Linked DNA regions of Mus musculus: regions 2, 3, 4, 5, 6 and 7 are each linked to region 1. Evidence: chromatin contacts called from public HiCAR-type, HiChIP or PLAC-seq and promoter capture Hi-C data. All regions are on one chromosome and are shown on one strand. The core of a region is the stretch at or near the end of the contact, and the rest is flanking DNA. Distances in the headings are between cores, read along the strand shown. Region 1 holds the start of Bod1l (biorientation of chromosomes in cell division 1-like). Region 2 holds the start of Bst1 (bone marrow stromal cell antigen 1). Region 3 holds the start of Fbxl5 (F-box and leucine-rich repeat protein 5). Region 4 holds the start of Cc2d2a (coiled-coil and C2 domain containing 2A). Region 5 has its middle 29 kb from the start of Gm43699. Region 6 overlaps Gm43699 (a long non-coding RNA gene). Region 7 overlaps Cpeb2 (cytoplasmic polyadenylation element binding protein 2).

The links. Promoter capture Hi-C pulls out the DNA fragments that hold promoters and counts their contacts. HiCAR-type assays count read pairs that join an accessible place to other places. HiChIP or PLAC-seq counts read pairs in DNA pulled down with a chosen protein or histone mark.
Region 2: a contact with region 1 is called in a promoter capture Hi-C map of pre-B cells. The contact joins the promoter of Bst1 here to the promoter of Bod1l in region 1. A contact is called at or near these places in 5 of 39 promoter capture datasets (embryonic stem cells, hippocampal neurons, liver and 1 more), 3 of 115 datasets of contacts at active chromatin or transcription factors (astrocytes, embryonic stem cells and large pre-B cells) and 1 of 9 other capture datasets (adipose tissue).
Region 3: a contact with region 1 is called in a promoter capture Hi-C map of hippocampal neurons, with 20 times the contacts expected there. The contact joins the promoter of Fbxl5 here to the promoter of Bod1l in region 1. A contact is called at or near these places in 3 of 39 promoter capture datasets (the C10 cell line, hippocampal neurons and liver), 2 of 484 Hi-C or Micro-C datasets (CD4 T cells and bone marrow-derived macrophages), 5 of 115 datasets of contacts at active chromatin or transcription factors (astrocytes, forebrain, large pre-B cells and 2 more) and 2 of 9 other capture datasets (adipose tissue and liver).
Region 4: a contact with region 1 is called in an H3K27ac HiChIP or PLAC-seq map of stem cell-derived neural progenitor cells, with 6 times the contacts expected there. The contact joins the promoter of Cc2d2a here to the promoter of Bod1l in region 1. A contact is called at or near these places in 4 of 39 promoter capture datasets (embryonic stem cells, hippocampal neurons, liver and 1 more), 4 of 115 datasets of contacts at active chromatin or transcription factors (kidney, large pre-B cells and stem cell-derived neural progenitor cells) and 1 of 9 other capture datasets (adipose tissue).
Region 5: a contact with region 1 is called in a promoter capture Hi-C map of liver, with 6 times the contacts expected there. The contact joins the enhancer-like site here to the promoter of Bod1l in region 1. A contact is called at or near these places in 6 of 39 promoter capture datasets (cranial neural crest, embryonic stem cells, frontonasal cranial neural crest and 2 more) and 9 of 115 datasets of contacts at active chromatin or transcription factors (acute myeloid leukemia, astrocytes, embryonic forebrain and 6 more).
Region 6: a contact with region 1 is called in a HiCAR-type map of astrocytes, with 7 times the contacts expected there. The contact joins the enhancer-like site here to the promoter of Bod1l in region 1. A contact is called at or near these places in 6 of 39 promoter capture datasets (the C10 cell line, cranial neural crest, frontonasal cranial neural crest and 3 more), 12 of 115 datasets of contacts at active chromatin or transcription factors (the NIH/3T3 cell line, T-cell acute lymphoblastic leukemia, astrocytes and 8 more) and 1 of 9 other capture datasets (embryonic stem cells).
Region 7: an H3K27ac HiChIP or PLAC-seq map of stem cell-derived neural progenitor cells shows a contact between it and region 1, with 9 times the contacts expected there. The contact joins the enhancer-like site here to the promoter of Bod1l in region 1. A contact is called at or near these places in 5 of 39 promoter capture datasets (cranial neural crest, embryonic stem cells, frontonasal cranial neural crest and 2 more), 5 of 115 datasets of contacts at active chromatin or transcription factors (the 230-238 cell line, embryonic stem cells, pro-B cells and 1 more) and 1 of 9 other capture datasets (macrophages).

What each region holds. Positions count from the first base shown.
Region 1 is chr5:41,842,784-41,846,092 of GRCm38.p6, forward strand. Bod1l (biorientation of chromosomes in cell division 1-like) reads right to left here and starts at 1,532. Exons shown (of 26, transcript NM_001310601.1): 1 at 1,149-1,532. The coding sequence starts at 1,385.
Region 2 is chr5:43,817,310-43,820,618 of GRCm38.p6, forward strand. Bst1 (bone marrow stromal cell antigen 1) reads left to right here and starts at 1,584. Exons shown (of 9, transcript NM_009763.3): 1 at 1,584-1,784; 2 at 3,169-3,295. The coding sequence starts at 1,618.
Region 3 is chr5:43,780,492-43,783,800 of GRCm38.p6, forward strand. It overlaps Fbxl5 (F-box and leucine-rich repeat protein 5), which reads right to left and starts at 1,658. Exons shown (of 11, transcript NM_001159963.1): 1 at 1,474-1,658. The coding sequence starts at 1,557.
Region 4 is chr5:43,660,804-43,664,112 of GRCm38.p6, forward strand. Cc2d2a (coiled-coil and C2 domain containing 2A) reads left to right here and starts at 1,576. Exons shown (of 38, transcript NM_001359906.1): 1 at 1,576-1,756.
Region 5 is chr5:43,381,783-43,385,091 of GRCm38.p6, forward strand. No RefSeq gene overlaps it. Among named protein-coding and RNA genes, the nearest start is that of Gm43699, 29 kb to the left of the region's middle. Within about 2 kb of position 1,744, at least 7 of the 459 cell types and tissues checked have an H3K27ac peak or open chromatin away from gene starts, as enhancers often do. A contact at or near this core is called in liver, where this site is marked.
Region 6 is chr5:43,359,205-43,362,513 of GRCm38.p6, forward strand. All of the region lies in intron 1 of Gm43699 (a long non-coding RNA gene), which reads left to right. Among named protein-coding and RNA genes, the nearest start is that of Gm43699, 6.5 kb to the left of the region's middle. Within about 2 kb of position 1,542, at least 30 of the 459 cell types and tissues checked have an H3K27ac peak or open chromatin away from gene starts, as enhancers often do. A contact at or near this core is called in astrocytes and stem cell-derived neural progenitor cells, where this site is marked.
Region 7 is chr5:43,288,208-43,291,516 of GRCm38.p6, forward strand. Cpeb2 (cytoplasmic polyadenylation element binding protein 2) reads left to right here. Exons shown (of 12, transcript NM_001368806.1): 12 at 1-1,517. Among named protein-coding and RNA genes, the nearest start is that of Gm7854, 55 kb to the left of the region's middle. Within about 2 kb of position 1,799, at least 58 of the 459 cell types and tissues checked have an H3K27ac peak or open chromatin away from gene starts, as enhancers often do. A contact at or near this core is called in the 230-238 cell line, pro-B cells and stem cell-derived neural progenitor cells, where this site is marked.

The DNA.
Region 1 (3,309 bases), core at 282-2,781:
AACCAACACCTCTCCCTTCGCCTGCTTCCAGACACACTTTCATAGCTTTTCACCAACTTCACTGACTTAGTCCTGCAACCTTGGCTTGCTGCCAAGATGACAGTTTCCCTGCTAAAGCTCGCTTCCACGTCGGTGCTGGGTGCCTGCAGCCCTCCCCTTCTGCTTGGTTAGGGAACCTTTCTGCTGACCCTTGCCTCTCTGTCCTCTGTCTCCTAACATATAACCTAACACACACCCCCTCCCCTTTCCTTCTTTCACTTCAAGTTGCTGTCATTTCCTCTCCACAGATTTCCAACGGAATGGCTGGCTCCATGCGCTATACCTCTCTTTCTCTCTGTCTGTCTGTCTGTCTGTCTGCCTCTTCTCATCTTAGTAAACTACTAAGCCAGGCAGCCATTGCAAAAGATCAAACGACAGTCCCATCTCCCAACCCACTTTTTTTCTCTGCCCAACTTTGCCTCTCTACCTTTGCAAGTTCACCCGCCCCTCAACATCCAGCAAAATACATTGTAAATCGTTGCCTTACCGTTTTACGATATCTGCAAACGCTACATTTGTTGCATTTACAAGCCGAAGAAACTTTTGGTAGAAAAAAAAAACCAATTTAGGTGAAAAAAGTAAGTAGGTAGTGGTGGCACACGCCTTTAATCCCAGCACTTGGGAGGCAGAGGCAGGCGGATTTGAATTCAAGGCCAGCCTGGTCTACAGAGTTCCAGGACAGCCAGGGCTACACAGAGAAACCTTGTCTCGAAAAACAAAAGAATGAACTCTAAACCGAGTCCCGTTTGCCTTAGTGCTTCTAAACCAGTCTCCCTAGGAACGACTTGGGTCTTGCTTACCACAGTGGTATACTAGCTAAGGCCAAGCATTGCCTGGCACATAATAGGCATTCCAGGCTAGTGTTTCTAGCCGGAGAAAGGAACACAAGGGCAGGGGAATGAATGAACATTCCAAGACTTGCAGAGTGCATGGCACACCGCCGCAAGTCTAACAAACAAACAAACAAGCAAACAAACAAATCAACAAACGAAGCAGCTGCAAAAGGAGCCCTGTATGCAAGACAGTCCCGAGGGTCCGGCTCGGGGAAGTCGCCCCTCGGAGCACACGGGACCCCACTCCCCGCGCCGCCCGCCGCTCTAGCCCCGCACCTTGGTGTCCACATCGGCCAGGCAGTCCCTGCGGAACTGGTCGAAGAGCCCCTGGCTCTTGAGGTGGTTTACGATCATGGCAACGAGCTGCGGGTCCCCAGCACCAGCCCCCGCGCTTCCCGGCCCGCTCGCTCCCGGGCCAGCCCCAGGGCCAGGCGGCGGAGGCGGCGGCTGTGGTTGCGGTGGCGGCGGCGGAGGCGCGGGCGGCGGTGGCTGCGGCTGCGGGTTGGTGGCCATGGCGTCCCGGACCGGGGAGCCCGCGAGCCCAGGCGGGCAGGCGCTCCGAGGAAGGCGGCTACACAGGTCCCGCCGCCTGAGGGAAGCCAACGGGATGTTGTTACGGAACCAGCGGATCTAGAGCAACCCCGGAAGTGAAAAGGAACTGAGGGAAAGGAGGAAAAGGCGGTGACAGCAGCAACTCAAGTCTGGCTACCGGGGCCGCGGCGGGCCAATTCCAGCCGCCTCGAGGCGCGGGCGCCCTCACGAGGCTGAGACGGGCGGGAACAAGTTGTGGTGGCGGCTGCCGCCGGGGAGCGAAACAGAGAGCCGGGTAGGAGCGTGCGCCCGCTGGCTCTCCACCTGTAGCTTCAGCTCAGAGGAGGCAGGAGTGAAGCGTTGGTTTAGTTTCACTGTTGCGGCTGCCCCAAGCCCGCCGCAGTGCGAAGCAGCCGTGGACTTTCTTTCTTTCTTTCTTTCTTTCTTTCTTTCTTTCTTTCTTTCTTTCTTTCTTTCTTTCTTTCTTTCTTTCTTTCTTTCTTTCTTTCTTTCTTTCTTTCTTTCTTTCTTTCTTTCTTTCTTTCTTTCTTTCTTTCTTTCTTTCTTTCTTTCTTTCTTTCTTTCTTTCTTTTTCCACCCACCCATCCCATTCTTCTGGTGTGTCTATCTCACTTGCTCCAACCTACAACCTCCCATTACTGTCTCTTAAGTAAGCTACGAGGGTTTTGCTGCACATGACGGTACTAGCGAGTGAAATCTGTATAGAGTTGTGTCTCAGGCATGACCCGTACACGCGTTAAGGCGTTTAGTCCTTGGGTGACACCTAAGACTGAGTCCTTGTATGATCGGGCTAGTTTTATGTCACCTTGACACAAGCTAGAGTCATCTATGAGGAGAGCACCCTAGTTAAGAAGAATGCCTCCCTAAGATCTGGCTCTAGGCAAGCCTGTGGGATGTTTTCTTAATTAATGTAGGATTAACTAATTAATTGATGTAGGAGGGTCCAGTCCATTGGAGGGGGCTACCCCTAGGCTGGTGGTCTTGAGTTCTGTAAGAAAGTATGCAGAGTAAGCCAGAGGGAGCAAGCTACTCGAGTACTCCAGGACCCTTGCCTTGGCTTCTGCCTCCAGGTTCCTGCCCTGTTTGAGTTCCTGTCCTGACTTCCTCTGATGAGAATGAACAGTGATAATGAAAGTATAAACCAAATTGCCCGCACCCCGCACCCCAGTTGCTTTTGGCCCTGGTGTTTCATTGTAGCAGTAGTTACACTCAGACATTCTACTAATTCCAATTTGCACATCAGGAAACCACGTAAATCATACAGAGTTGCACAGCGGGGGGGAAATCGCCTGACCTGGGACGGCGTTGTCTTTAAAATCTGTTCTTAAAGCTGAGTGGTGGTGCTTTTAATCCAGAAGCAGAGGCATGCAAATCTCTTGAGTTCAAGGCCCCTCCAGTCTACAGGTCTACAGAGTTCCAGGACAGCCAGAGAAATTCTGTCTCAAAAACAAATCAAAACAAAAAATTAAAAAGAGACAAACAACAAGAAAAAAAAAACATAAAAAAAGCAGTCAAGTTTAAAGTGGTGTAAAGTATAATTTAATTCCTTCCTTTCTCCCTTTCTTCGTTCCTTTTTTTTTTTTTTTTTTTTTCCTTTTTGAGACAAGGTCTAGCCGTGTAGATTTCACTGGCCTTGAATTCAATATTTAGATCTACCTGGCTGTGTCTCCAGAGTGCTGGGGATTAAAGGTGTGTACCACCACACCTGCCTAGTATAATTTTCTTTTTGTAAATATTTTTCAAAATAAGTTTTCACAACAAGATGAGATTATAACTTGTTTTTCCTAGTGTACTAACAGTGAAATGCAATACACTAAGTGCTGTTGTCAAGTGTGTATATAATATAAAAAGACTTAATGTTTATTTGGTATATAAGTATATACCT
Region 2 (3,309 bases), core at 334-2,833, 2.0 Mb after region 1:
AGATATTTTTGCTTTTTAAATTTAACCTCACATCTGAGTCTTTATATAATTTTAAAGAATTAGAAAAGCATATATATGGTCAATATCAAATAAGCTGGAAAGTTACAAATGATCACAAGAGATGGAGCAGCAAGTTCCACTGAGAACACAGAGGTGAGCTAACACTACGCTAGAAATGGCTAGCAACACACTTGCAGTTTCTGTGTCATCTGCTGAGTTGCTTTCCCGTCCAGAGAAATTCCACAGGTTGTCACAGAAGTATAGAAAGCGCAGTGAAAAGTTTCCCTTTGACAAGGAAGCCCACTGAGTAGCTGATCTCTTGAAACATTTGATTCAGATATTGGAATTACTCATACTGACCTGCTCTAGCACAACACAGTATGTTGGGTTTTCCCAAAAGAAAGTAGTTGGCGGGGCTTAGGAATTCAGGAAAGAAATTCACATTTTCCTCACAGGAAAAAAAAATCTCACTTAGGAAATTGTTTTTGAAAATGATCTTTGTGTAACAATCTTGGCATATTATAGTGATTGGTTTTTTGGGGGTTTTGGGGACTTTTGGGGTTGCTGTTTATTTACTTTTTTTGGCAATTTCTTTTTTAAAGAAAGATTTTTTTATTTACATTTCAAATATTATCCCCTTTCCTGGTTTCCCCTCTGAAAATTCCCTCTCCCCTCTCCCCTCCCCCTGCTCCCTAACCCTCTCACTCCCATTCCTGGTCCTGATATTCCCTTATACTGGGGCATAGAGCCTTCACTACCATGCAAGGCAATCATCACAGAACTCCAGAATATGAGTGTAAACATCTCTAATGGGTATTTTGGCTTCATTGGAGTTATCCTTTGGTCTTCAAAAATTCACATCCATCCTACATGATAAATTCCTTTACCTAACCTACCGTCCCCTACAATTATGAACTTATTTTAGTATCAATTCAAGTCCCCAAATCTCACATCTAAACTGCCTAAATTACAAAGGAGTGTAGCTCTGACCGTACTGTATTCTCAGACAAAGTTATCTGTGAGCACTTGGAAAACTAGAAAACAAGCCCTGTGCTCCAGAATCCATGGGGCAGGTGTAAGTGATGCCTGTGGACGATGTCCCTCACAAAGGAAGAAAAGGAAAGACAAAACAGGCACCAGTCAGTCACATCCAGAGTCCACCCAGACAAACTCCCTAAGAGTCAACTTAGGAATGGCATGTGATTCTTGTCTGTGCCCTTGTGCCTTCGGCTTTTCTCAAAGCCATCAATTTTCACTAAGGGTAGCACATGTCTCTCCTGGAAAGACTGTGTGAACCAGGACAGAATTTAAGTTTGCTTAGGGCTCACATGGTAACAGATTTCTATAGAGGTGTGTGTGTGTGTGTGTGTGTGTGTGTGCGCGCGCGCGCTTCAAATTCCCATTCCCTTTGGGGTCCCTCCACGAGGCGTCTTTTGCCAGGCAATGCCCTAAGTTTAATTTCTGTCGTAATGGAAGAGGAAAGAGGATGGGAGGTGGGCTGGCTTGGCATCTGGATGAGTCCTGCCAAAGCTCAGCTAAGGGGAACCGCCTCCTCAGTGGAAGAGGAACTGGGAGGAGTCCAAGAGGCCACGGGCTAGAGGAATCAAAGTCTTCTTGATGGCTGTCCAGGGAGGCCTGTTGTCTCTGTGGCTGTGGCTATGGCTGTCCTTGCTGACAGTGCTTCTGGGGGCAAGAGCGCGGTGGACAGGGGAGGGTACCACTCCTCACCTCCAGAGCATCTTCCTGGGCCGCTGCGCAGAGTACACCACGCTGCTGAGCCTGGGGTAAGTGCTAAGCCAGACAGTGAAAAGGCAGAAGGGTGGGGTGAGGTGAGGGCTTTGGAAAGTCAGGTGGAGGGACTAGCGGGACTCCATGCAGGTGATGTGTATGTAGGTGATTCTTAGGGACAAGATCCCCTGTGCAGGGGATTTCCAGACCCGGGAGGAAACTGCTAAGGCTGCCCCTGTGGGTGTAGAGGTGAGGAGAAAGCTGTAATGCGACACCAGTCTAGAGGTGAATTTGAGTGAAAGAGCCTTGCCTACTATCAACAACTGCCAGTTTGGGTATTTTGAGCACCACTTGGGAATTAGCTCCCCTTGTCCCATCTAGAGGATTCTGGTTCCCCCTACCTTGTGCACACTGTGTTTCCTATTGAAATAATTTCCTTCTCTGGATCTGCTTTTTTGTGTTGTTACACCACTCTTTCTCATGCCAGTTGTTTTTAATTGGGATGCAGCTCAATAAAATAAAATGAGAGAATAACATAAGAAGTCAGGTTGGTCATTGTCACCAAAGGTAGGACAACATGACCATTGCTATAGAACGTGATTTTGAAAGGCGTCCTGGACCTCAGGAGTGAAAACTGGCCCCAGAAGCCACTCTGACTCAGTAGAGGAAACTGCTCCCAACACTTGGCATCCACTCCTATCTTCCCAAGTCTTGCCTCCTGACTTGACCTCAGTGGGCCCAGAGACTCGCCCTCTAATGAACCTGAACAAGGAGCTCCACTCTTGTGTCTTAATGAATAGGCGAAAGCCAGAGGTGTGGTTCAGTGCTAGAACAGTTGACTACATGATACATGTGCAGTACCTCCACCACAGACAGAGGGGGGGGAAGGGGGAGGGGAGGGGAAGGGGGAGGGGGAGGGAGAGGGGGACGGAGAGGGAGGGGGGAGGGAGAGGGAGAAGGAGAGTTCTGAAAACCAGAAGTTTCCTGGTTTATTGACATTGAAATTGTCACTTTCTAGCATCACTTTTATCTGTGGCCTTGTCTGCTTCTGTCATAAGTCTGGAGGTGGGGATGGGGTAGGGGACTGCTTTCCTTAAACTGGAGAACTCTGTTTTGTTGTGTGCACAGAATGTGTGTGTGTGTGTGTGTGTGTGTGTGTGTGTGTGTGTGTGTATGTGTGTGTGTTGTGCCTGTGCCCACAGAGAGGAAGACAGCCTACTCTATCATTTTCTGTCTTAGTCTGGAAGCTAGAGTTAGGCTAGTGGCCAGCAAGTCCCAGTCATCTTCCTGTTTCCACCTAATACAATGCTGGGGTTAGAGGCACCGGCAGCCATATGGGCAGGGTTGGTGGGTGATGAACTCAGGTCCTCTTGCCTATGGCACAAGCGGCCTTACCCTCCGAACTGCGTCTCCAGTTCTGACCGGCACTTTTTTGTACAGGAACAAAAACTGCACAGCCATCTGGGAGGCCTTCAAGGGGGTGCTGGACAAGGACCCCTGCTCTGTGCTCCCCTCAGACTATGATCTCTTCATTAACCTCTCCAGGCACCCCATTCCTAGGGACAAGGTAAGGACAGATCC
Region 3 (3,309 bases), core at 408-2,907, 1.9 Mb after region 1:
AAAACTAGCCATTAGTCTTCACTTCATTTCCCTTTTGCTTTTTTGAGAAATTCCTGAAATTAAAGGGTAGTGCAATGAAAAAAAAAATCAAAAGGCAGGGAGATTACAAACAACACAACCACTAAATGAGAACTACCGCGAGTATACATACTCTTCTGCTCAAGGCTTAGCCAGTCCTTAAGCCTCCCCTGGGAAGGTGGTACTCACCATTGCTGGGCCCCACTCTCACTGAGAGCTCTAAACTGTACTTGACATCTGGGTTCTATGCTCAGAGATTCCAATTTGAGTTAGGGTTCAGCCATCAGGATTTTAACAGCAAGCTTGGGCAACCAAGTAGTGTGAGCCATGAGCCTATGGTCTTGGTGTTTAAAGGTCCACTGGCTTAGGACTAACTGGGTTTGAGTTTATTGGTTTGTTTGTTTTTCTTTTCCCAAAATGGAGGGAGAGGACTGTGCAGCCAAGATGCTAAGATCCTACACTTCAAATTGCTGGTCTTCCCGTGGCCTACCAGGGAAGACATTGGCCTCCTTCCTAGCACCTCTCCAGATTGAAAGACAACTCTTGTTTGCTGTTAATAGTGGTGCTAATTCCACGTAATCTCTGATAATTCAATTTATTTTTACGTTTAAGTTAATAATTACTTAACAGCTATTTATTTGGTTCACCTTTTTTGCAAAACATATGACTGCCCAGAATTTACTCATATATGATCTTCCGAACATAAAGTGACAATTCAGAGTTTTCAGCATCATTAGAAAAAGGTTCCCAACTCATCTTCACAAGAGTGCTTCTTCAACTTCGGCTACACCCATTAAAAGTCCAAAGTGAGTTCCACTGCAAGGCAACTTTTCCTAGGGGCCCCTCTCATTTGCTTCCAGTAAAAAGTCCAACAGAGGAACAAATTCTACAAGGAATAAAGTATCCAGGAAAAATAAAAACTGGAAGGAAAAAAAGAGTAACCAGGAAAGAGGAGTGCAGGTCTTCCCAGTCCGTGTACCGGGCTTGTGTACGGAACCAAACCAGTGCAAAGCAGGCAGGTAAAATAAGCCTGCTCCAGGGGCTGCAAGACGCTGCCTGTGGAGCCAGGAAGCAAGTCAAGAGGTCCAGAGAGAGGATGCAGTGTTTGCAGAGCGACTAAAAGAGCCCGAAGGGACCGGGCGAGCGGTGCTGTGGCTGCGAGTAACCGCAGAAGCGGCCTGCGGACGGGGAGCGGGCACCCCGCGGGCGGCCGAGCCGGACGGCCGGGAGCGCCCCTCACCCCGGCACAGGTCAGTCCCGCGAGCGCTCGTCCCAGGCCGCGGCCAGCGCGGGCTCCCGGGACCCCGGTGGGAAGGTTCGGGAGCCGCGCGGGTGCCGGGGCGCGGGCGACGGGCTCGCGCGGCGCCAACGCGGGGGTTGCGGGAGGCACGCAGGCCAGGCCTCCCGGAACCCGGCCGCTCCTCCGCGGCCGCCCTCCGCCCCGCGCTCCTTTACCTTGTCGCAGTAGCGCCCCACCAGCTGCTTCATCCGCCAGTGCGGGGCGGTGAAGACGTCCACTTCATCGGGGAAGGGCGCCATCGCCACTGCCTCAGCGTCCGCCTCAGCAGCCGCGGCCGCCGCCTCTCCATAGACACCCTCGCCGCGGGGCAGAGGCGGCGCGCCCCCCTGCGCATGCGCCCGCCCCGTCGGCGCGCGCGCCCGGGCGGTTCCGCGGGGCCGTGACGCGGGGGCGCGCGGGCCGCCGCCATGCGGTGCCGCGGCCCACGTGACCGGCGCGCGCGCTGAGGCGCCCAGAGCTCTCTCCTCCGGTGGGCATGGTCGTCCCTGGTCCCTTGCGTTACATCTCTTAAAAAATCGCACTGTCCCAGGGCGAGGGTCTTCAAGGGCGCTTCTCCGGGTGCCTGGCCTTGAGGCAGGGACCTGCGTGACCAGATCGAGCCTGCGTGCTCTGGACGGGCGGGCTGTGCGCGCGCCGAGCCCTCAGCCGCCTTTGCTGCCTCGTTCGGGTTTTGCTAGGCCTGGGATGCTGGCTCTGGGCCTAGCATGGCCTCTCCCCTGCGGCTGAGAGCTGGGGACCTGGCAGCCCCTCCTCACCCCTCCTGGCACGGAGCAGAGTGGGATGGTGGCCCTGGGGAACTGGAAACACCAGAGGGAGGACCAACACCTCAGATCAGGAACGACAGTCCCAGAGCGGCCAGATGAGCCTGCGGGGGTTTGGGGGGGGTGGGGGGGGCGGGGAGCCATCATGGCTGTCTAGTAGGGAGAGAGCCTTAGCACAAATCCCGCCATTTTAAGCCGAGGAGGCTCAGACAGGAAGAAAGGGCCATAAATGAGGTCACTGCCTAGAGAAAGGCCAGTGCACGTCACCTGTCCTCATCTAAGCCCTCCAGTAGACTTTTCCCAAGTATCAGAGCCGGCTCTCACCCCGTGGCTTTAGAATTCGTGGAAAAATGGGAGAAACACGGGCAAGGCTGAGAACCTGGGAAGGGTGTGTCGTTTTCTCAACAACCATAAACTTTGAACAGTAAGCAGAAGATATGCTACATTATTCACCTTTGTATTTCCTACCCCAAATTCATGTCAATGGTTAAAAGGAACCAGACTCTCAGAAAATGAATAAAAAGATACTTCTATTAGTGCAGCTAGTTCTGGTTACCTTTTGATATTAACATGCAAATTGAGCTGGAAAACAGACTCTGGAGATGAAGCTTAGGTTCATGGTTTCACCAAACTCTAGTTGTACTAACCTTGGAGAGCGACCTGACTTCTGTGTTCTGACCGCAGTATTCTCTTATGTAAAATGAGATGAGGGGAATAAATAACCTACTTCATAAGATTTTAAGGAAAACGGAGTACGTGTATTTTTGAAGTGCTAATAGGAATACCTCATCACGAATACTCCCTGTAAACAATGTTAGAGAAAACAGCTATGACAAAGGAAATTAAGACATTGCCCAGGATTTCACAAATCAGTACATAAAATTCTGGCCAAATGTATCTAGATCTGACGATAAGTTTGTTCCTGTGTACTGTATTAGTTGGAACAAAGAGGTGACTGAAGAAAAAGAAAAAGAAAACAACAACAACAAAAATAGCTTACAGAACTGATAAGTCTTGACAGATTTCTCCCTCCCTCTCCACCCCATTATTCTTCTTTCCTCTGTTCCCTTCTCTGTTTCCCTCTTTTCCCCTTCTTTTCTCCGCTGTTTAAGCAGGGCTTTGCCTCCATATTTTTAACAATTCTCAAAAGACATTTGCTAACCCCTCATTTGTTATATCCTAATCTTTCACTCTAGCCATCTTGGAATATAGACTCCGACTTCAGTGTAC
Region 4 (3,309 bases), core at 326-2,825, 1.8 Mb after region 1:
TTGGCTCATGTGTACACTGTACACACATATGTTAAAAAGTGAACTCTGGGTTCTCTGGTACGGTGAGACATGAAGACACAGACATGGCTGTCTTGTAGAAAGGTTATTCACACAGATCCTTCAAAGCAGGAAATGTCTTATAATTCTATAACAGAATATCACAATGGATATAAATTTGTTTCTTGGGCTGGGAAAAAAATGACTCAATCAATAAGATACTGGCCCAGAATAAATACTGAGCTCAGGTCTCCAGCACCCACATAAAAAGCCAAGTGGCTACAGGCATCTATATTCCCAGCACTGGGGATACAAAGACAGACCAATCAACCAAACACAATCAGCAGCAGTCTCCAAAAACAGCATTCTCCAAACATCAGGCTCCAAAAGAGACCCTTTACTGGGGTTTTCCCTGGAAGGAAGGTTGTGGCATGGTAAGTGTGCTGGTGGGTTTAGAATTAAATAATTTGACTTGTTTCAGAATATTCTGGATCATAGACATGCTCCCTAAGCACCTGCCTCCAGAGTGACTTAGAGCAGAGGGGTACTTCTTGGTGATTGCAGTAGATGGAGATGCCAGCTTGGGGTCAGTTAGTACGTATCAAAGAGAATATATGCATTTCCTTGGAGTCATTTATTGTCTCTAGGAATTAGTTAGCTTCAGAGATCTATCTAAGACCCATGCAGTGAATGCCAGAGCTTTAGGGATACAGAAAATAGGGGCTGGGAGATAGTTCTATTAGTAAAGGGCTTTTCATCACACAAGCATGAGGACCTGGCTTTGAAGGTGGCTAACACTCAGCATGGTGGCCCACGTTTGTTCTATCAGCACCAGACAAGCTAAGACAAGCAGGGATCTGGAGTTAGGCAGGCAGCCTAGCCTAATCACCAAATGCCAGCTTCCAGTCAGAGGTCTTGTCTAAGAAACAAAATGGCAGGCTTCTGAGGAACAACACTTGGGGTTAGGAGGCCGCGGTCTGTGGAGTTCCTTGATCTGTGGTTGTCTTTGGCCTGTAGAGTCTGAGTCTGCTTACTACTGTTCTCACTACTTGGCCTTTTCTCCTGGTTTCTTGCCTTTTTTTTTTTTTTTTTTTTTTTTTTTGAGCCATCTTGTCTGTATCCCTGCTGGGCCGCTGGGTCATTTGTAGTGAAGAGTTGAAGAAACAGAGGTTAGGCGTGTGCGGTCCAGCTTCTGTGCACAGCCAGCCAACATCCCTAATGCAACACACGCTGGAGCTCTGATAGCTCTGATGCCCGGCCACATAGTCTTTGCTACTGCTTACTAGGCAGCTCCACACAACATGGCCCCTCCTGATTCTAAACCACTCTACTTATCAACACCTTCTGTCCTTGACCCAACAGGCCATGCAACCCAGAGACATAAGGCAGGACACCCTGCTGAGAGCCTGAGTCCTCTCTGCTAGGCTGCCCAGTTGCTTTCCCTTTGTCTCTCTTCAGCACGTTATTTTTCCACTGCTTGCCCAGCAAGCTCATATTCCAAGTCTTAAAAGTAAACTGCCACTTTAAAAAAAAAAAGCGGCCGCCTAGTGACCTTCCCTGGGAACTGGTTGCTAAGCTGGTGTTTTTTTTTAAACCCTGAGATATGGCTGCAGCTTCCCAGGGAGTAACCTCTCTTACCCCAGCCCACCCTTTCGCTCATTTCTAAAAGGTTCTCTGGCTTGACACAACTGGTCTCTCATCTCATCCCTTCAGCCCAGCAAGTGGAATCTGCAAACTTCGTTTTGTAGAGTGGACGAAGGTAAATCAGTCTTTAACAGAGACAGGCTGCAGTGTCCTGCTTTCCTCTCCTTTCCGTTCCGGCAGAGAAACCAGCCCCTCCCTGGTGCAGTGAGAGTGGAATGAATGCTTTGTAACGTTAGGGACTCTCATCTTGCTAACATTAGAGACCCTTCATCTTGCTTGCAGTTTCACTCTCTCAATGCAAAGTGGGGGCACTGCAGGGACAGCTCTGATTTCAGCTGCTGTCTGGCTTGCAGGGGAAAAGCAAACCGGTTCACAGAGAGCCTCTCTGGTCAGTGTGCTGCTAAGCACTAGCTGCGTGTTGCTTTCGGGCCTTTAGTTTAAACTGCTCCGGGGAAGGGGAGGGCGGGCCGGAGGGAGTACTCTCCGTGTGGCGAGCTCCACTTTTCTTGTTATTGGACAAAGAGCTCTGAACCGCAGGGCTGAGGTCTGCCAAGCTTTCAGAAGTCTACTGGCCATCAGCTCAGCTGTTTTCATTTTAGGTGCTATGAAATGCTAGGTGCTATGAAATGCTAATAAAATCTAATGAGAAATACATGTCTGCTATTGCATTTTATATAACATTTCTGCAAATAAGTGTAACGACAGCATGCTTTGTATAGAGGGGAACTGTATATGGATAGAGAAAATATGTGCATATATGTATACATAGAGATAGAGAGATATGCACATATATAAACATAGATCAATCTGTATATAGATAGTTGGCCTAGAGTTCACTTACAGAGTCATTTATTCAAGTTTTTAGTGAGCATCAATGATGCAGCAGATGAAGAACTCAAGTTTACAGTGTACAAAACCAACTTAGACCAGGTCCAGTGGTGAGACTTTGCTGGGGAAGCAGATGTAGAAACAGATAATGAGATCAGTGACAAAACAGACTTGTAAAAAGGTCTAAAGAGCTTGGCCCACAGCGGGACTCCTGCCATAGAGGTGCTTCCAGCACCCCCTGTGCAGCTGAGCAATCCCATGAGCAGAGCCTGGGTGCTGACCTGGCCTCATCAAGTGAAAGGTGTCCCGTCCATCTGATTAAATGACCACACACAGCTGTGTCACTCACCTGGTACCCTAGAAGCTGGGGCTAGAGTAACTTGCTGCTACATAATTAATCATTAAAAAGGCACAGGATGGCTCCTGAGAGTTCACAACTTTGAGCGGGCCCTCCCACTCGAAAGGAAAAGCCTCGTCTCTGAAGAGAGAAAGTGAGCATGCGTGGAGGGGAGGAGGTTCCAGCAACATTTTAAACAGACGAGGGAAAACAAGTGTCCTGGTCCTGGCTGGAGGAAGGGGAGAAGAGACTTGTGTATGGCTGTCAGGGATGGGTGACAAAAACTAAAGAGAGTAAAGGGATAGCACTCAACACCCTAAGGTTTTCTTATGGTTCTCTTCCATCTCTGAACCTCTGTTTCCCCTCTCCATCCCTTCCTCCCACCTCCCCTCGCAACCATGACCTCTTCATCTGACCATCCTGGTTGGTAAAAAGATACTCTAAAGACACATTTGTGTATCTCCTTCAGCTATCGGACCATTAAAACAATGGACTCTAAGCCA
Region 5 (3,309 bases), core at 494-2,993, 1.5 Mb after region 1:
CTGGCTGTACCCCTTTTCTCTTTCACTTTATATGATATAGGTATTTCTTAAGTGACTAAAAACAAACTGGTGTTTAGGACATATATTTGGTGTATTTTGAGGGTAGCAGATGTATTTGCAACATCATGATAAATTTGTAAGGGAGAACTGAAAGCAACGTCCTTCAAGGGAGAAATTAGAGAGCCAGGTCAACAATCCATGACAGTCCTGGCTGGAGGCTGGGACTCAAGGCCAGTGACATCATTAAGGTCGTTTCAGATCCTATTATTCTGCTTCTCTAATGATAAACTCAGACACTTTCCAGAGTCCTCCACCTGTGTTTCCTTTCCCCTGACAACTGGTAGAGAAGACGAAGCTTGGATGACCAAGTGTACTCCCAGGCGAACCTCAAGGTTAAATGAAATTTCACACGGGAGATATGAGATATCAAACAATGTGTGATCTGTCCTTCTGTCCGTAATATGAAAGATGATTCCATGAGGGTCAAAGCTGCCCTCTACATTCCCAAACTCATAACATCATCATTAATAAGAGATGTCTTTCTTTCTTTCTTAACTCAGAGGCATTTCCCAAATAATCAAAGCTGGAACTGGTAGTTATACAGTGTGTGAGCTAAAAGGAAGAGAAAAAAGAGGGTGGGGCTTAGAGATAGACATACCTACCCAGTGAGAAATTCATTCTACTACACCTTCTTATAGGAAAATTGGGTTTTTGGGCAGAGTAAGTTAAAAGTGTTACCTCTGTTTATGTGGATAATACCCTACAAAAATAAATAAAGTCCTCAGTTACAAAAAGCTGCAAAACTTTACTTAATGGAGAGTCTTTCTTTTTTTCTTTTTTTATTAGATATTTTCTTTATTTACGTTTCAAATGCTATCCCGAAAGTTCTCTATATCCTTCCCCCACCCTGCTCCCTTACCCACTCACTCCCACTTTTTTTTTTTTTTTTTTTTTTTGCTTTACATTTATTTATTTGTATGTAGTGATGTGGAAGACAGAAGAACGGTTCTCTCTTCCCACCATGTGAGTCCTAGATGTAACTCAGGTTGTTGAGGTTCCACTCCCACTTCTTGGCCCTGGCGTCCCCTTGTACTGGGGAATATAAAGTTTACAAGACCAATGGGTCTCTCTTTCCATTGATGGCCAACTAGGCCATCTTCTGATACATATGCAGCTAGAGACATGAGTTCCGGGAGGGGGGGTACTTGTTAGTTCATATTGTTGTTCCACCTCTAGGGTTGCAGACCCCTTCAGCTCCTTGGGTGCTTTCTTTAGCTCCTCCATTGGGGGCCCTGTGTTCCATCCTATAGATGACTGTGAGCATCCACTTCTGTGTTTTCCAGGCACTGGCATAGCCTCACACGAGAGTCTTTCAAGCGTTTTTGTGCACAGAAACTTTTCTCTCCCACATAGCTGCAGCCCAGGGTTAGGTCACATAAACATTGAAAAATAGTGCTTTCAAGTTCAGTAAAGTGTGTGTGTGTGTGTGTGTGTGTGAGAGAGAGAGAGAGAGAGAGACAGACAGACAGACAGACAGACAGACAGACAGACTGACACAGAGACACAGACACAGAGACAGAGAGAGACTGACCTACATTTTGTCAGGGACAAAGACCTACCAGCATACCAGCATTTGTATCACGTTTAAAAGGTTATTTTGCAACGTCCTTCACGGGGATCATTTAAAAATAAAACTGTGTGCACAGAGACTTGCCTGGAAAGAAAGTTACCGATGTCAGCAACTGACTTTGGAATGAATTACAAACAAGCTGAATTGATGGTTAAATAGGTAAAAGGTGGACGGAGCTTCAGATAAGGAAACAGACATTGGGAGATGGGAATGGCAGACTCTGTAGAGTAAGTGCGCTGGATCTTTGCTGTGATGTTTTTAGGAAAAATGTAATGTTTTGAATATTTTTTAATAAGCATTGGAAAGGGAGTCTATGTACTCCATCAGCGCTGACAGGAATTAGGCTTGGGAAGAGGTGGAGCGGCCTGTAGTTCCTACCTGCTGATCTTGTGCCAAGTGCTTTCATGAGTATTCTGTTTTCAGCCAGCACGCATGGAAGCTTGGGGATTATGAGTTAACCCTAGGACTTCCTTAAGTTATATCTCGGCAATATTCCTTCTCGATAAACCCCATTCTTATACTATGTGTAGACTGAGCTAATGAGGGTGGCCTTCTGCACACCCCATTCTTTTCACAGGGAAGTGTGGCCAACACTCACTTAGAACTCGTCCCTCTTGTTCTGCCCTCACCCCCTCCCCACCCCTGCCAACATCTCAGTCAGATTTCTGTTTCTGTGATGAAATTTGGGTGAGAATCAACTTTCAAGGAAGAAAGCTTTATTTTGACCCATGACTTTTGGAGGTTGAAGTCCAAGGTCACGTTGGTACGTCATGTATACATGCAGACACTGTAACTCTGAGAGTTCTACTCACCCCAGGCAAGAGGAAACCACACAGGGAGGAAGAGATCAACATGCCAAGGTCCCCTTGAAGGCAAGCCTCAACTAAGCCAACCCAACTCCCTTTCAGGGGGCTTTCCTTCTTAAAGGTTCCAACTCCTATTCCCCCCTCCCCTCCCCCCCCCCCCACACACACAGCTATCTGCACTCTGGTGACCAAGCCTTTAATGCATGAGTCTAACTTAGAAGGTAGTTCGGATATAAAATATAGTATTGTTCTTATTTGTCAGCTTCTGGGGAGAGAAGGAGAAGTGAGAGGAGCTATCCACCCCTTGAAAAGGTACGGTTTCCAGACAGGCATAAGAGATGAGTGTTGTGTGTGACTTGCCGAGATGGAAACAGAACTGAGGAAGGAGTTAAAGATGAAAGGCTGGTGGCGGGGGCAGTTAAGAAGAAAGGGGTTTGTGAAAATGCTATGGTGATTTGTGAGAAGAGCTTCAGTGATCTCTGAGAGAAACAATATTGAAGTCACTTTGACTTCTTTAGTTTTGGAGCGTGTTTTTAGATATGACATTTCTCTGCAGTGCCTTTTAATGACGTGTCCCAGCAACAGATTGTAATTGCATAACCCTCAGAGGGAGGTATATCTCAGAGAGATCTGCTGAAGCAGGATTTTTACAACTTTCTTTACTTGGGGGAGGATCCAGATCATTGGATCAGCTTCTGGGTGGAATGACTCAAATATTGGAACAAAGCCAGCAATGGTGTGGGACAGACATCAGTTCTTCTTATACATATGCAAACACCAGAAGGTTACCCAATTCTTCTCCACATCAGCCCATGTTGTCAATCAAAACCATCCCAAGTGCAGAGACATCTGCCTGCTTATTCTGGGATTCCA
Region 6 (3,309 bases), core at 292-2,791, 1.5 Mb after region 1:
ACAACTGCACAAATTCTAACTTCATGGGTACTGAAAAATACCAGAGTATTTTAAAGTGTGTGTGTGTGTGTGTATGCGTACGTATGTGTCTGGTGTGTGCATGTATGTGAACTAGGTGACAATTTCCACAAGAGAAGGTATCTCAGAATCTCTCCAGACAATGGTTCTAAAATAAGCAAGATTAGTCATGGTCAAACCATTTGCTTTTGAACCTAAACCAGATACTAAATTGTGCTACAAAAATCTGTAAATTCCTGGTATTCAGGACTGCCAAGATGTCTGAGAGAAGATGGTCCAAGCCTCAACAGGGCTCATCACAATCACCCCTCGGCTGACAAAGGCGCTCTGTATGCTGGGCCCTGATTAGGAACAAGCTTAGGATTTAGCACAATCTGTTCTGTGAGGCCAATTTTCCAGGAGCTGTGACATAATTGCGCTCAGAAGTTGTGAGCTTGATTTCGAAACTCTTGATATTGTCATGGAAATGATCGTTGTATTTTATTGCAATCAATTTTTTCTTTAGACTAAAGCAGAGAAGTTGAGTAAGAGGGGGAAATTAGTCCTTTAATAAAGGAAGAAAACAGATACTTAATAGCGTGTTTCAAAAGTTGAATACAGTAAATTACAAAGCTGGAGAAAATAAGACATACCATTTTCCTGTTCCTTCTTATTCCCCCTGCTTCTAGCTCATCCTTTCAACGCCTCCTCTGCCCATTCACAAATGGCCCCTGCTTCCTGCCTTTTGTTGTTTTACCTCCCTGATGTGGGAGTGGTGTGATAATGAAATCTCTCAGGCCAGTCCCTGCAGATAGATAATACCTCTTTGTTGGCTGGTGTTTTACCTTTATTCTGAGGCTCTCCATGGCTTAAAATAAGGCTCTACCAAATGTGTATGGTAGATGTCATTCAACTTCTATTTTTTTATGGGTTAAAAACCTGAAAGAAATGACAGCCTAGTGGAAGGGCCGTGCATGGCTTTTGCTTTATTCATTTTCAAAGTCAAACTAGAGAGGTTGTTATTACATACATATACTTAAAAATACAAGAAAAGTGGGGGTTCTCTGATCGTTTCCCAAGAATGTACAATGATTGGAAGAAAGAAAAGAAAGGAGATGGGGAGGAAGAAAGGAAGGAAAGGATGAGAGACTGTAAAAAAATCAAAACAAACCAACCAACTAACCAACCAAACAAACAAACACAAATCTACCCTAAATGCATCCTGTGGTATAAATATGTCCTTTTTCCCTGCCAACCTCTGGAGTTTGCAAAGGACTTTAGACAAGTACACGTGGCCCCATCTTCTGGCAGACTTATGCAATAGCGGTACCTATCTGATGATCTTCAAGGGTGGTTTCTTCATTTTTCTTTTTCTTTTAAATGTACTGTTCAAGGTTTGTCTTTTCTTTGGATTTTCATCCTAAGAACTTTATTGCTCTCTAGATGCTTCCGTTTCTCAAAGGAGGAATAAGAGACACAAATTGGATGGGAATCCAGAAGCTTCATGTCCTCTTGTCAGCACATGTGTATCTGTGTAGGCAGCCCATGCATCTGCAGCTGCCTTCTTCATAAAGAAAGAAGTAAGCTCTCCCTCGTAGGTTAGGTGATTGGAAGAGATGCCATGGAACTGAATGGTCAATGAAGATGATTTATCAGCTGGTGTTGGACAGCCTCCTCTCCATGACCCCCCCCCCGCCCCCCCCCCCCCCACACACAAATGAGTGACTCAGCTCAAACTTGGCTGGAATGCCAGCATCCATTGGCCTAAGCTGTTGATCTTGGGGCAATTAATTGTTATCCAAACGGGAGGTCCAAAGAGTCAAGATTCAATGGGAGTTGCAATTTGGGCCAAGAATTCTGCAGGCCTTGTTGTGTTAGTGAGGATGGAGATCAGAGAAATGGCGATAAGAGAATGATGGTCTAATGTGTTCTTTTCTTGGAGGTAAAAAGTAAACAGAATTCTGAGAAGCAAATTGGTGGATTTCTTATTCTCAGGGGCTCACAAGGGGCTGTCTAACCTCTAGCTGCTGCAGTATGATGAGTCTAGACCTTGCAAGGTCATTTAAGAGGAGGTGGATCAGAATGGAGAGCTGAACAAAAAGTCCCATCTCTCTCCTTCATCAATTCCAGAAGAGTTTTCCCACATACCATGGAAACTGAGCAGTGTGTGTGTGTGTGTGTGTGTGTGTGTGTGTGTGTGTGTGTGTGTGAAAGCAGTCTCATTATAAAACTTGAAACAGGATGGCAGAACAGGATATTAACTACCCACACAACCTATAAAACCAAAGGCATGGATCTCTTTGTTCTGAAGCCACATAAGCATCTCAATTTCATTTAAAAGTGCAGAGTAAGGAAAAGGAAAAGCTTATGTGTGGCACCCTGCAGAAACCATGACCATGCCTTAGATCACATGGAGCTAGTTCGAATCTCTACTATCTCAGTCATCCAGCTTGTTCATAATTTGGAATGTTGGTGAGGATCAACCATAATGTAACTGTGGTATTAGTGATGATACCTAGGGTAAAACCTAATGTGTCTTGTGACTTTACAATATGCCAGGTTAAGTATGAAGCCTTGTATACGAATTGTATTTAATTCCCAAATGAAGTTGTGAATCAGATTTACATATTGTCTGTGTTTTAGAGATAAGAGAGAAATGGGCAAAGACAAGGACACACTACAGTCCTGGAGTAACTTTGTCAGATGACCATTTTTACAAAGCACTTGTTATGCTAGGCTGTATTTGAGGAAGCAGAGACAAAAGCAGTGAACAGAATACATACAGAGTCCTGCAGCTGTAGAGCCTACACCAGGCAGATGACAAACAAATAAGTCATGACAGAGACCGAGTTGTGTTCTAACAAAATGCCAGCATGAAAGTCATAGCCCATGGTGTGAGTGCACCTGGAGACGGAACTTCTGAAAGTTAGTTATGAAAGCTTCTGCCACATTGCCTAAAAGAAAGAACTAGGGAGCGTAATTGCTTATGTGGGCTCCTGTTTTCAGATGGTTCAGATCTTGGTGGCCTATCGTTTGGGTAGAACAACATGGCCATAGGAACATGTTCATTGTATAATTTTCATACTAGCATCAGACAAAGAGGGATTCAGGGAAGAACCATGGTAAGATATAGTTCCTAAAGAAATGTTCCCTTGGGGGCTGGAGAGATGGCTCAGTGGTTAAGAGCACTGACTGCTCTTCCAGAGGTTCTGAGTTCAATTCCCAGCAACCATAGGGTGTCTCAAGAAATCCCCCTGTAACCAGGTCCTCCAATTACTTCCCACCAATTACTTTACACCATTTCCCAATAAT
Region 7 (3,309 bases), core at 549-3,048, 1.4 Mb after region 1:
TTTAAAATTGAAGAGCCTTTTCATGTATTAAATAATGAACTCTAAAATAAATTATATAATAAAATAATTGGAGATGCTGAAAATTATTTTCCCTTCTTAAACGGAAGTAAATATTTGAAATGAAGGGGAAATGAAAGAGAAACACCTTCTCCTACCAGGGTGAACGTGACAGAAATGCTGGTTTGTGTCACCTTCGTTCCTGTTAGGACAAAGCTCATTGGTCTAATACTGTGTCCCTCCCTGCCTCTCCCCTACCTCTGATTTGTTTTGTTTTCTGTTTGTTTGGGGATTATTTTTCCTTTTATGTACTACATTTTTATTTTCTAACCGTTAAACACTGTATTTGAGTTTTTTTAATTTACAGATCATATTTATTTTACTATTTTTGTAGAAAATTATTAATTTTGATTGTATTTTTGTATTTTCAAAGCTTCTTCATTTGTGTTCCCTAAATGTTCATATTGCTGCCCAAAAGTATGAATGACTGTGGAGGAAAAAGTACTTTAAAAATCCACACTTTTTGTTAAGAAGGAAACATTTAGCATTTATATATTTGTGTATGGAAAACACTTGATATTTTATCCCTGTTGCATCTGGCTGCACGAGCCTCTCCTCAAAGATGCCACAAAACTTGAATATAACACATTTTGGAAGGCTGACTAACCTCGATTCTGTGTTGTGATGTGCAATACTGTTTCTAATGTTTGTATAAAGATACAGTGTAAACCTTTTTAATGCAAATTTATTTTTTTCATTGCATATTTTGCAGACTTTATCCACAGTGTCATTTTTTACTGTCAGAAAAGATGCCCCTTTTGTCATTGCAACTATTTTTTAAACCCAGAAATCTTTGTACTGATGTAAATGATTGTAGTTATTTTGGATAGTGTTTTGCTAACAAAAGGAGAGACTTTTTTCATGCATATTTCTATTTTGTTTTTTTGGGTTTTATTTTATTTTAATAGTAGTAAAATACTTGGAATAATTTTTCATATTCTTGTCATTAATATTATTTTGTATTTTTATGTGAAAATATATAATTTTATGACACTAATTGCTAAAGTTTATTTTATGTTGAATTATTTTTGGAGCTGAAATCTTTGTAATATTAAAGCAACTAGTTTCTAATTCCCAGTTTCTGTATAGAATCGCACAAGTGGTTTATGGAGTGTTTGGATTGTAACTATAAATGGTTCTTTGATATGCAAATTAATATTTTCAGTTGATTTTATTTTATATTCCTAATGGGGTGTTAAAGCCGTTTTTTATTTTTTTCTAAATAAAAAGAGAACCCATGCTTTTATGGACACTAGGTAAAACGCCTTCAGCTTAAAATTTTTGTTAAATAATTTAGTTTATTTTATTGTTATCTTCCAGGTGTCTAAATCTCCAGTCTGTCTGTTGTACTGGTAATTTAACTCTGTAATGGAATAGTTTGCTGCCAACTATTTATATTAAGTAATTTTTAAATATTTGTAATATTGTTGACTGACTAATAAACTATTAAGTTATTGGCAGAGCTGTGTAATCTTATTCTACAATTTGCACCCTTCACACTGTCAGGTGAGACTGTAGTTTGTCAGAGGCATCAATCAACGTCTTAAGAAAACACAAGCCACTTCACAGTGTAGTGTGCGGGTCAGAGCCACTCCAGGAGCTACCCATGCAGGATTCCTCAGTATTTCAGCCTGGAAGCCCCTTTGTAGCCACGCCCCTTCCTGCACCTAGCCCTCAAACACCTTAGACACCTCGCAGTAACACTGAAGTGTTACCTCATCTGACCTAATGCTTTACTCCAAAAATGAGGAAGTCAAGGGCTGCTAGAGAGTGCAGACCTTGAGAGCACTAATGCTCCTCAGGGGACTCCACTGTGGTTCCCATGTTGGGCAGCTAAAAACTGCCTGGAGCTCAGGGGAACTGGGCCAATGGCATACACAAGCCCATGCAAGCTGACATAGAAGCAAACCTTTAAACCTGAGGTAGGTCTAGTGGTCGTGGTTTAGATCACAGTGCTAGCACCCGATCGTCACTTTCTCCTGGTTCTCTGCACACCCTGTGGGTTCTTTAGTGCTCCGTGTAAAGGAGGAACAAGGAAGAGACACAGACTGAGCAAGCTGAGGCCTGATTCCCTTGTCATAAAGGTGAAATTCCATCATGACCCCAACACAGGATTCTGGGATAAGTGAAAGGAAGAGTTATTAGTTTTTTGTTAGAAAGTTTGAACAGTAATCCATCACAGTAAAGATTTGTGCTTGTTGTAAGCATATAGGCTTCACAGAGAATAATAGGTATTGGAAAATAAAAGTCTAGATTTTCAAGTCATCTATACCATGCCTCCCACCAAGGCTCCAGGGGTATCACAGAAGAGGGAGCAGCAAGACTATAAGAGGGCCTAAGAGGTTTAGGGAACTTGGCTGTGCTTTCAGAGAACCTGAGTTTGGTTTCCAGTTACCATATTGGGCAGCTCACAACTCCCTGACAAACTACCATTCTAGGGGATCCTATGTTTATGTGACTCTCCAGGGTCCTAAACATGCGGAACACACACAGAGAGAGAGAGGGAGACAGAGGGAGAGAGGGGAGAGAAAGCATGAATAAAAATGAAAACACTTTAAAAACGACTGTAGACACTGGGAGTTTGAGAGGACTGAGGAGACACTGTCTTTTGCACAGAATGGGGCCATTGTCCTTAAAAACGCTTAGGAGAAGCTGTTGCAGGCACAAAATCAAGCCAGCCAGCTGGGAGGGGGATGGAAAGAGGTCCAGGATGAGTTAGGGGTAAGGGTACGAGGTGAATATGATCCAAAATACATGGATAAATAGTCAAAAATGCTAGATTCAAAAAGTAAAATACGGACTAGGAGAAGTGACTCAATGGTTAAGAGCACTGGGCTGCTAGGTCCTGTGAAGGTTCTATGTCCCAATATAGGGGAATGCCAGGCCTGGGAATGGCAGTGGGTGGGTTGGGGAGCAGGGGTAGGGGTAGGGGATAGGGGATTTTCGGAGGGGAAACTAAGAAAGGCAATAACACTTGAAATGTAAATAAAGAAAATATCTAATTAAAAAATAAAAACAAAGCACTGGGCTGCTCCACCAGAAGACCAACATTCCACCCCCAGCATGGTAGCTCACAATCATTTGTAACTCATGACTCTCAGTCATCTTCTGGTTTCCAAAGGTGGTAGGCATGCAGTGGATGCCCAGATACATACAAGACATCCATACAGATAAACTTGCTTTTTAAAAACATGTCTAAGAAGTAAAAGATAAATTTTCCCATATTCTATAATATGATCAAAACTCACTAAA